Linked DNA regions of Mus musculus: all the other regions are linked to region 3. Evidence: chromatin contacts called from public promoter capture Hi-C data. All regions are on one chromosome and are shown on one strand. Each heading gives the region's core, a stretch centred on a gene start, on an enhancer-like site or on the middle of the called end of the contact. The rest is flanking DNA. Distances are from core to core; before and after follow the strand shown.

Region 1 (2,700 bases), core at 129-2,628, about 30 Mb before region 3:
GGGCCTATATAGTGTCTGGTAGCTTACTCTGTTCTAAATACAGGCTGTTGCTTAAGCTTAGAAACATTTCTCTTCCCTACATCCTATTCTTTTCTATAGCTGCATCTCTACTTGCACCCAGACATCAGTACCACTGCTGCCTCCTCCTGGACTCCCAATAAGAGTCCCTGTGGACAGCCTTTTGCGGTGGAACAAACAAGTCCCTTAATGTTTTCTACCCAGTCTTGGACTTGGCCTCTCTCTCAGGCCCCAACATTCCTTTCCCAATGTGGTATCAAGGGGACAGCCCTACTCCACCCAATCCCCCATCTCAGCTTCTCTCAGGCCAACAGGTTTCCATATATCTCCAATACCAGAAGCCAACTCATCACATCCAACAGCGATACAAGTCTTCAGCTCTCTAGTTTAGTTGGTTGGGAGGTGACTGGGACTTCTGGGTACCCTTAAAGGCTCTCAACTCATTAGACCAACAGTCTGCAAGGGTACTACTTTTGCTGTGCCTATGTCAGCTATAGTTTCCTCACTTGTAAAAAGGACTGACTTCTCCCATGATACTTTCTGCAACTGGGACTTTGTGAAAATCTAAATTTACTATTGCAGTGGCATCAGCTTAGAGGCAGCTTGATTTCTGTGGGTTACACCTCTGCTCTTTAGGGTGCTAAGTCAACTCGAAACCCTGAGAGAAACTTGGAACAGCCATAAAGCAAGAAGAGGTTCCGGAAATACATTTCCCAGAAGTCTAAGTGAGCATCCTCGCTTTAGGGTGCCAATGTGTCCGGTCGCCGTGGCACCTGTGGCGATCAGCGCGGTAGCGCGTCAGCACAGGGCCGGTTTGCTGGGAGTTCCTGGACCCCCTACCGGCGCTCCGGGTCTAGCTAGACAGCTGGAATCCCAGAGTCCACTCTACCCAGACTCCTCCCTAGGCCTTGAGGTGAAGGGACTCCCAGCCTTCCTTCAATGCTCCGAGGGAGGCTGTGCCCTCGTGAACATGCGCACTCTCGTTCGCTTGCTCCATATCAAACTACATATCCCAGACTGCTTTGCGCGCAGCTCCAAGCCCTTCTGCCCTTCCCCCACCCCAGCCTCCGTTTCTACCCTTCTTCCCGTCCCTAGGGGATTGCGCTGGTTGCAATAATCAGCTCGCACTCCTGGACGTCTCTTCCCACACTCCCGGCCACGAATTCAGGCGTCAGGGCCCCGACGACGTGCACAATCCTCTCGGGGGGCAACGGATTCAAGCACCACCTTCCAGACTGCGCATGCCCCCACCACTTTTTTTTTTTTTTTTTTTTTTTAAATGTCAGTTCTCTACCGGCCTTCCAGGGATTTGCAGGGTTCTGCACCAATCACCGCTCTCACTAGGACGCCGTCTCCCCGTCTCCATGGCAACGACGGGTTCGAAAAAGAGCGTCCGCTGGGCTACCTGCGGAACCACTGAAAGAAAGGCTTAGCAAAATGCTTTCTGGGAGTCGTAGTTTGGAGGGTGCTGTGTGGGTGCGCAAACGCAGCACCACCGGATCTCTTTTGTATTTCTGCGCGGTGGGTAGGAGTGAGCGGGACTCCATGGTAACTAAGGGACCAAACCTGGTGGTATCCTAGGTAACGACCGCACTACTTGGTTTAAGAAAGGTCAGGATCTGTGGCGAAGCCAAGGGGAAGGGACAGGGACACAAATACCCAACGAGATGTCTATACAGGAAGGCAGAGATAGCCCCATACAGAGTCGGGGGAGAGGATGAGAGGGGTGGGAAAATTGTGAGGGGGAGACTGGATGCTAGGAGAGACTGAATATAAGTGAACACACATAGGTATGAATGAAAAGGGGGGAGGGTTAGTCATTAGAATCAGAGTTAGAACCTGAGTCATGTCAGAAAATTTAGGAAGAAGAGAGAAGCAGAAAGGGATTGGGATTAGGAAAGTGAGACATCGAAACTCTAGGGGCCAACCCAGAGTACAAAGGTAAGTGGGGAGAAATTAGAGATATAGTAAAGATGTTAATAGAGATACGGTAAAACGGACTGATAGGTTTCAAAGACTGAGGGATGGCAACAAAAAATTAGATGTGCGTGTGGGGGAAACATTTTCAGAGAAAACTCACACAAAAAATGACAACACACCAGAAAGAGGACGGGGACCAGTCCTCTAGTTTCCTAGCATCATTTACCAAACAATATTGCGACACCTGACTACTTAAACATTACCTCTCCTCCCCCATTTTTTAAATCTGTGATTGAAGTCGTAACACTATTCTGGTAGAAATTGACTTACAAGAAGCTGACAGGTAGCCGGGCGTGGTGGCGCACACCTTTAATCCCAGCACTTGAGAGGCAGAGGAAGGCGGATTTCTGAGTTCGAGGCCAGCCTGGTCTACAGAGTGAGTTCCAGGACAGCCAGGGCTATACAGAGAAATCCTGTCTTGGAAAACAAAACAAAACAAAACAAACAAACAAACAAAAAAAGAAGCTGACAGGTTGCAAATGAGTTCTGCCCAGCCATCACCTGGAAGGTAGCTAAATATCTCTTTATCCCTACACCTAACCTTTTGTTTTATTTCAGATTCATTTAGATTCATTTGTTGCATCTTCCTGAAACTACCTTTTGCTACCTTTCTGTTTTCCTTGAGGTAGTGGAAGCCAGATGCTGGGGTGAAAACCTAGCTCAGAGAGGTAGAAAAAGCACCCAGGTGACCTTCTTTCTCAG
Region 2 (2,700 bases), core at 152-2,651, about 33 Mb before region 3:
GACTCTAAGCAGCTCCAATTTCAAAACTAATCTAGACTCCTGCCACTTCCTCCATCTTCACCCTGGTGTAATCACTGCTAACACTTTCCCAAACTATTATGGCAGCTTCCCCCATGGTCTTATTGACTTCCTCACAATAACTGGGTTCTCCATGCCACAGAAACATGGAGGCTTATGTGACTAAGATTAGATCACCTCCCTCCTCTTCCCTTTCCTTTCCCTAAATGTTGAATTACTCTCATCACTCTAAAGCAGAACGCTGAGATTCATTCCAGATCTGAATCCTGCCCTGCTGCTTTCACTTCCCTCAGAAGAAAACACTTGGGGTTCTATGAACCACATGAGCCTCATCTCCAAACATTTACACATGCCAATCAATGCCTGCGTCAACCTTACAGATCACATTCTATTGTTTGTTACCAAAAGGAACTACTCCAATCTTCAATTTGTTAAGGCCCCTTTGACTCAAGACAAATATCTCAGTGACAGCCTAGGACATATTCTCCTCACCTGCATGAGGGCCATATCCATTTCTGCAGTCATGGACACCTGTGAGATGAGAGATGTTATGAATGATGGCAGGGACCCAAAGCTTTAGGTTTTCCTATACCCTCTCCCAACCCGGAGCAAAGTGACATAGGGATGCCCTCGTTACATCTGATCCTAAATCCTCAGTGCTTGTGCTTACTTATGGACCCTTGAACAATGACTCAACTGGCCTATAATATATCTCCACACAACTCCCAGGTTGGAAAACCCTAGGGTGGTCCAAGAACTAGCTGAGATGAGAATATACATACATATATACATACATACTCTCATCACGAGCAGCAGCTTTTTGGAAACCCTAAAACCCACACTCAAGTCTGTGTAGTTTTTCCATAACACGAATTCCTGTCATGGGGAAAATGGTACAACACTTCATCTCATTATTACGGGCCTAAATAGTCCACACTTCAGCGTCGCTCCAAGAAATTACACACACTATGGCCCTGGCTGTACCACTCCGCCTCCTCATTGTAGCTTTGCAAATAGAAAAGCCGAATCACGTACTCCTACTAATACAGGGATCTGGGGAGTAGCGACTTAAGGGGACTCCCTAATTCCGACTCTGCAAGATAAGTGGCGAGGACAAGGGAGCCACAAATGTCGCACCACTTACCTAAGCCTGGTGCATGAGCGTGGGCACAGCCATCCAAGTAAGCGAGCGCAGACAACGGGGAAACGGGGACGAGGGACCTGGACAATACTGCCACTGTCAGTGCCGGGGCTGCGATGAATATTACGCCCTTAGAACCGCTCCTTTGAGATTCTTCGATCCGTACACCTCTGGACAAAGGGGTCTTGCACACGATCTGGAAGGAGGGACCCAAAAACCGCTAAAATGAGCGCCACAGAGCGCAGCCGGAAATCCCGCCCCATTCCTCCAGCCAAACCCGAAGATGGTACTATCCTAAATTCTCATTGGCTCATGCTCCTCTCTCTGTGGATAGTGCATTCTGGGTAACGTAGTTCCTTCAGATATGCGTCTGTGGGTGGGGAAGCTGTGCAACTTCATCACCTGGAACAAAGGCCAAAAGGGATGTGTGCTGGGAAGCGCCATGTACGCTAGCAAACAACCCTTTTCATCTGTCTTCTTTTCTGAAGTCCTCGGCCATAGTCTGGGGCCACCCACCCCAGTGTTTTCCAACTTGGGGGCAAACAGAATACAAGGATGCTAGACTGGAGGTCAAAAGAGGCTGTGGTTGTATAGATGAACTCAAACTCCGGGGGAACTGCGGGATTTCTCCATGTGTACCCAAATGCTGGGCAGACATCCGATGGAGAGCCCATGCCTAGCCTCTTGAACTAGCTCAGGGCACTTGGCCTCCTAGTCCACTGTTGGAAGCCACTTGCAGGGAGTCGAATTTAAATCCATAGTGACTCCTACATTTCCCTGTTGTCTGCTTAAATACCCCCTCCCTTTGTATTCTAATACCACTCCTATGGCACTTGATTTGCCTCTTCTTCAGTGTTGCCCTAAGAGAACACACACAGCTCCTTAAGCTTCAACTAGATCTGTCCGGTAGCTAGAAAGTTGGCTGACTAGCCTGAATATCAATAAAAAGCAGAAATTGCCTCTCCAGGAAAAAAAAGAAATCAGGATCTGTGTGAGGCCAGCAAGTTCTGCAACTCGCCCTCTCCTGAGGGCGCCGCTTATAGAGGTAGAGAGCAGCAGCCACCAACTGGCCATAAACTAAATGTAACTCTTGTACACAACTACAAAAAAGACAAAGTTAAACAGAGTTCAAGCAAATCTTAAACTCCTAGCATATGAAAAGTTTTGTGTTTGTCTGTATTTGTATATTTGGCATCCATCAATCTCAGGACCAGAGATAGCTAAAGTTGTAACTCATGCTGATGTACACCATGCAATTCCTACAAAGGATGCCAGAGGGAAGAGAATTATTAGTTCTGGGCTAGCATGGTTACAGAGCATGAGTCAAACTAAAATATCAACAAATACCAACAGTGAAAGTCAATTGAACAGGTTGGAGTGTCTTTTCAATGATACTCAGTTGTCTAAATTTCCAAGTGGCTAGCTGAGCTTTCTACTACTTCTAGGAAACTAACTGGTCTGGACGCAGTCTTCTTTGCAGCTTGGTTTATTAAGGAAAAATGTGCCTTGAAAATCTCATTTTTGGGGGGGGGCACTTTCTG
Region 3 (2,700 bases), core at 38-2,537:
CTGAGGGGTGGGCTTGGGTGCAGCTTCTACCTGGCCACGCTCACCTGACGGGTGGGCGTGGCCCAGGGTTGCTGCTGCTGATTGCCTTGGCCGTATACACTTCAAAGAATGCCTGGAAGCCAGAAGTCTTCTTCTCCTGGTCCTACTTTTTCGGATGGTTGGCTTTACCCTTCTTGTTTATTGCGGGTAACCAGCACGAGGGGAAGAGGGTGGAGACTACCCCTCTAGAGGACTCCCCTCCCCAGAAACTTCCCAGTCACCTATTCTTCCTAGCAAAGTCCACAATAACTTCCAGTGACTTCCCCGCCCCTGCACTCCAAGACACCCGATGGAAACGCCCTTGGAACCCCCATCCCTAGCTCCCAGGCAGGCCAGATCATCCGCCCCATAGCCCACCTTCCTTCCCCGGGCTCTGTACTCCCTTCCTGCCAGGCTTCTGCTTTCTGCTTGCCGACATGATCTTGCAGAGCACCGAAGCCATCAGCGGATTCCCGGTATGCCTATGAATGCGGCCTGCCTGGGGCAGAATAAAGGAATGGCTTTTAGCCTCGCCCCTGCGTGCTTTTCTGCGGAACGTAGAGACAGAAGCTTGGAGACTACAGAGACACGGATAAAGTGGCTTGTAGAGAGTTAAGGAGGTCAGAAGGAATGTGGGAGGGTAGGAACGGAGACTTGAACCCTGTAACGAGGTGTGTACCCTGGGGATTTGCAGATGCGGAAGCAGGGAGAGGGTGTAGGGACAAGCTGACACCGGGTAGTCCTAGCGGATGTAGGCGTAGAAGAAGGGGCGGGGACGAGCGCACCCGGGGAATGCACGGGGAGAGAATATGGGACTCGGGAGAGTCATAAAGCACGCAGTCGCGGGAGGAGGTGGGGATGAGCGGACACGGGAAAATCACAAGGAAGTAAAGTGTAGACGCAAGGATAAGGAGGGAATCTGCAGAAAGAATGCGGCGGCAAGCAAGTGAAGGAAGGCCTTGGGGGCGTAGGAAAAAAGGCACAGGGTGCGCGTGGGAACACAGACATGGGGGCTTGGAGTGCTGAGAAAGGAGGGATCTAGAAGTGAATTGCAGATCTGGGGACAACAGGAGTTACGAGGAGAGCATTAGGATAAATAAGCCCTCAGCAAACTTCACTCCTAGGAATGCCCTTTCCCCTACTTCTGTGCAACGCCCCCTCCACCCAGCGGTCCGCCGTGGACCCCGCCTCTCCCTGAATTCCGCTTCCTATTGGCTTTTTCTGAGTTGTGCGACGGTTGATTGGTCGGTGTTGCGGCGCGCAGGCGCAGAGACAGATACGGGGCGGAGTGTGTGACTATCTGGATTAGGAGCAACCTGACCCGGCCAGTGACTGCTGCAGGAAGATGGCGGAGCTGCGCGCGCTCGTGGCTGTCAAGAGGGTCATCGACTTCGCTGTGAAGGTGACTTTCCCCACCCCGACTAGGTCCCAGCACCCTGAGACCGCAGCTATGAACGTCCAAGAGCAGGAGCGTGCCCCACATAAGAGAACCTTTCAAAAGTCAATTTCTATTGCCCTTTGACCCGACGTCAGTCATACTTGGAGCAAAAATCAAGGGCTGTGAGATTTTGACAATCAGATCCTTCTGAGGTGACGACCCTTTTCCCCTCTCTCTCAGTCCCTTGATAACTGTGGGCTGGAGGAGTCATGGTCCCTATTTAACACGTGGAGAAACTGAGGCACAAAACTGGCACTTAGCAAGAGAGAATCAGAATAGAGAATTCTATGTGGGGCCTGCGGTTTCATCACTCATTACCTTGCAGGCTGCACTGTCTGCTCTAAATGTACAGCCACATGGAGAGCCATCTGGTTCCATGGGACTCAGAAAGCGCCTCACCCATATAGCCATGGGATGCTTGTCGACAGTTTTTTATTTAGGAAGGGAAGGAGACCTGTGCTTGCTGGAGAAGCAAGTTCAAAGGAGCCAGCTTAACTAAGACTTTGGAGTGTCCGTGAGCAGTCTGAGGGCAGCACCCCTGAGGCCCTGGGTTCTCCTCAGAGAGAAGCTGCTGTAGCCAGCATTGAATCAGACTGGGTTCCCAGGCCAGTCTCTCAATGCTTAGCCTAATCTGTACTGAAAAAAAGATGGTGGCAATTCATGTTTGTCTGTCCCCATTGTCCTGTGATCCCCCTTTGTGTCCTTCAAATTTCCTAGCATAAGGAAGATGCACCCAAGAGACCCTCTGAGATAGGTAAAAACGGGCTATATCATTTAATACCACCATCTACGTACCGCAGTTGAGGAATGAGACAAGAAGGATTCAGGAGACAGACTCAGACTTAATGTCCATGACCCAGACAGCACACATGGAAGTCGGCACAAAGCACCAGCAGATATAATTCCTGTACAGAGATTGATCCCTTTGTACAGCTTCTGTACTCTCAATCGAACAGGGTGGTTGAGGAAACCCAGGCCCGTGGAGGCCCTGTTACTTGCCAGATGCCTGCCCCCTGCCCCCAAGCTGGGTAAGCAGCAAGAATCAGGAGTCTGGGCAAGTCTGACTCTCTGCCTGTTTGCTAGAGAGAAAACGGGTTGGCTTGAGGTGGCTTCTAACAGCCTGTGACAGAGATGGTGCTTCCAGGTTTATTGAGATACATGTGGGTTTGTGGGCAACTCAACCACCATTAATTTGTTTGTTTATTTATTTATTTATTTGGGTGTGTGTGTGTTGATGGGAATTA
Region 4 (2,700 bases), core at 173-2,672, about 26 Mb before region 3:
GCCCTCACACAACCATAAAGGGGCGCTGTCACGAGCGGCACCAGGGATGGCCTAGAAGGGGTGGGGACTGAGTTCCCGGGTGGGCTCAGGGCCAGAAGTTGGAATAGATGGGCCAGACAGGGCCAGAAAAAGGGCGAGCCTGGGTGGGTTGAGGTAGGGGGTAAAAACTGGGTGTAGAGAAAAACCAATCAGATCTCGGAAGCCAGGGAGGAGGGACAGGGGTGAGGCTTGAGGGATGCCCCAATTTAGACAGGGAATACCAAGAGTCTAGGAAATTTTTCTGGGGTCTCCCGTGGCAACCTGGCGAAATGGGCTCCACTGGCTATGGTCCCAAAGCCTCTGCACCTGTTGCAAGGTGAACACAGAACCCGCTTCTTCCTAGGATAACCCCAGCTGTGTCCAGCCACAGGAGGGCGCTGCCTTCCCTTGATTAGCCAGGGCATCTTTCGGAAGGATGTCTCTCAAATAGGGTTTGGGTGGGGCCCTCCTCCCTCAATTACAGACTGGGTCCAGGCAGATGAAATTGACACAGAACCAGATCGCAGGAAGTGGCTCAGATTTGTTCTGTTGGTACTGAAAAGGAGCGACCCTACTTATTTAATGCTGTTTTTTGAGACAAGAAAATGTAGACCAAAGCTGGTCTGGAACTTGCCATGTAGGCCAGGCTGGCTTTGAAAGCATCAATCTCCTATAGCTTTCCAAGTGCTGGGTTTACAGGCATGAATCTCCTTCCCCAGCTATCATTCCACTCTTTGAAAGGCAAAAAGACCTTGGTTAGGTCCCACACAGCCTCTAATGAGGACCTCCCTATCCCCATGTCATTTTAGAGCATTTTGAAGCTTGGGAGACTGTTAGAAAGGGCATGGTAAAATTAACCTCTCTCCTGGAATTCAGAAATAGTGTCTTTCAGGGACTCCCTAGAAACTCCAGTTTGGGGATCCCTTATTAACACCACAAGAGCTAGACTGCCAAGGAAGACTCCTTTCAGGGATTTGGAGGAAAAGACTTTTTTGGAAGAAGTCTTCCTTGCTCAAACGCGACCACCTCCAATCCATAAGGAACTTGGAGTTTCACCCCCAGCCAGATGGAGGATTGAACCCGATGTATCTGGAAATTGCAGCTCATAACCCCAAAGCAGTTCCAGGGGAGGGGGGCGGGACAGCTGGAGCTCTGGGGGTAAATCCCTGATACCCTGAAAACCTCTAAGGTGGAGGGTGCATCGGGATGTGTCCCCAATCGGGCGCCTCACAGTGTCCTCAACTTGAGCCACACCCCAGAGATGAGGGGTTCCCTTAAAGCTCCGTCAAAGAGAGCCCCCAGACCCCACCATCCTATCCCCGAAGCCCTGTACCTCACGCGCTGCAGCCCCAACGCCATGGCTCGCCCTTCGCGGTTCCAGAGCCCTCGATGCCCAGCGTCCCCCTCCCCTGCCTGTGTGAGCCCCCTCCCCAGCTCCACCTCTGCCACTCCATTGGCTGGTCTTTGCCCAGCCCGCGGCTCTGATTGGAAGGTGGGCTTGTTGCTCCCGAGAAGGAGGAGGGACTAAAGGAGAAGACTTGGAACTTCAAGGGGTTGGGGAATCCGATGTAATGCACACCCCCAGCCACGCCCCTGCCCCAGACTTCCTTGGCAGTCCGGAGCCCGCCGGGCGTGATTTCCCTCCAGTCTCTGAACTTCCATATGTACACTTCTGAACCATCTGATTCACTGTTCTCTGTGTCCCAGTTCCTGTCGCAGTCTCTGCCTTCACTCCCACCTTTCCCAACCCCCTCTCCTTTCTCCCGCTCTGTCCTTTTCTTGACGTACCAAGTCCCCACTTCTCTCCACCCCGAACTCTACTTCACCTGTATTTCATAACCCCTTTCTTTGCCATACCCCATGTCCCTCCACTGTGTGGCCCCACTGTGGACCCCGCCTCCCAGAATCTTCCTTGTCCACCCGTCTCCACCCCATCCTGACCCGTGGCCTCTCTTAACTCCCTGTGCAGGTTCCTGCGGATGAATAATTAAGCTTCTGTCAAGTAAATATGCTTTAGCTTCATCACACCCACTTGTAAAGGGAACAGAGAACCGATGAGAGATACGTGCGCAGTGACATGGACAGGTGGAAGACGGTACAGCTGGGTAAGGAAGAGGAAGGAAGTTCCTGTGTAGGCTGGAGAGGGCGTGGACACTAAGGACAGGGGTGAAGGAGCAGTGTTCCTTCCGTATGCAGGTTTGGGTACACTCTACACTGCGGCAGAAATGGATTTATTGTTTTTGAGTTATTGGGCAAGCTCCATCTTAGGACTTTCACACATAACTGCGCACTCTCTTTAGAGTGCTCTTCTCGGCTAGACGGTTGGCTCCAGGTTTAAGGCCCTTGCTGCCAACCCTGAAGACCAGTGTTCAATCCCCAGGCCCTCCCCCCTCCCCCCACATCGTGGAAGGCAAGGTCTTTGATTTATCTGCGCGCACGCGCGCACACACACACACACACACACACACACACACACATACACACACCACACGTAAAATGTAATAAAAAACTTAAAAAAATTCTCCTCTAAAAATCCACATGGCTCCCCACCTCAACTCAGGAAAATAGTAAGCTGTCTCCTCCCATTGCCTTCTCTTCTCCATCTTCCTTCTCCTCTTCTTTCTCCTTCCTCTTTCTTCCTCCTCTTCTCCATTTTATTTTCAGATGGGGTCTCATGTAACC

What was found. Promoter capture Hi-C pulls out the DNA fragments that hold promoters and counts their contacts.
Region 1: a promoter capture Hi-C map of pre-B cells shows a contact between it and region 3. The contact joins the promoter of Mzf1 here to the promoter of Etfb in region 3. A contact is called at or near these places in 4 of 39 promoter capture datasets (cranial neural crest, maxillary cranial neural crest, pre-B cells and 1 more).
Region 2: a promoter capture Hi-C map of second pharyngeal arch cranial neural crest shows a contact between it and region 3. The contact joins the promoter of Zik1 here to the promoter of Etfb in region 3. A contact is called at or near these places in 4 of 39 promoter capture datasets (cranial neural crest, maxillary cranial neural crest, pre-B cells and 1 more).
Region 4: a contact with region 3 is called in a promoter capture Hi-C map of cranial neural crest. The contact joins the promoter of Hif3a here to the promoter of Etfb in region 3. A contact is called at or near these places in 3 of 39 promoter capture datasets (the HPC-7 cell line, cranial neural crest and second pharyngeal arch cranial neural crest).

The regions. Positions count from the first base shown.
Region 1 is chr7:13,053,386-13,056,085 of GRCm38.p6, forward strand. It overlaps Mzf1 (myeloid zinc finger 1), which reads right to left and starts at 1,379. Exons shown (of 6, transcript NM_145819.2): 1 at 1,096-1,379.
Region 2 is chr7:10,493,980-10,496,679 of GRCm38.p6, forward strand. It overlaps Zik1 (zinc finger protein interacting with K protein 1), which reads right to left and starts at 1,402. Exons shown (of 4, transcript NM_009577.3): 1 at 1,163-1,402; 2 at 511-549. The coding sequence starts at 543.
Region 3 is chr7:43,442,785-43,445,484 of GRCm38.p6, forward strand. Etfb (electron transferring flavoprotein, beta polypeptide) reads left to right here and starts at 1,288. Exons shown (of 6, transcript NM_026695.3): 1 at 1,288-1,420. The coding sequence starts at 1,364. Cldnd2 (claudin domain containing 2) reads left to right here. Exons shown (of 5, transcript NM_028849.1): 4 at 67-186; 5 at 433-536. The coding sequence ends at 506.
Region 4 is chr7:17,061,005-17,063,704 of GRCm38.p6, forward strand. It overlaps Hif3a (hypoxia inducible factor 3, alpha subunit), which reads right to left and starts at 1,423. Exons shown (of 15, transcript NM_001162950.1): 1 at 1,352-1,423. The coding sequence starts at 1,377.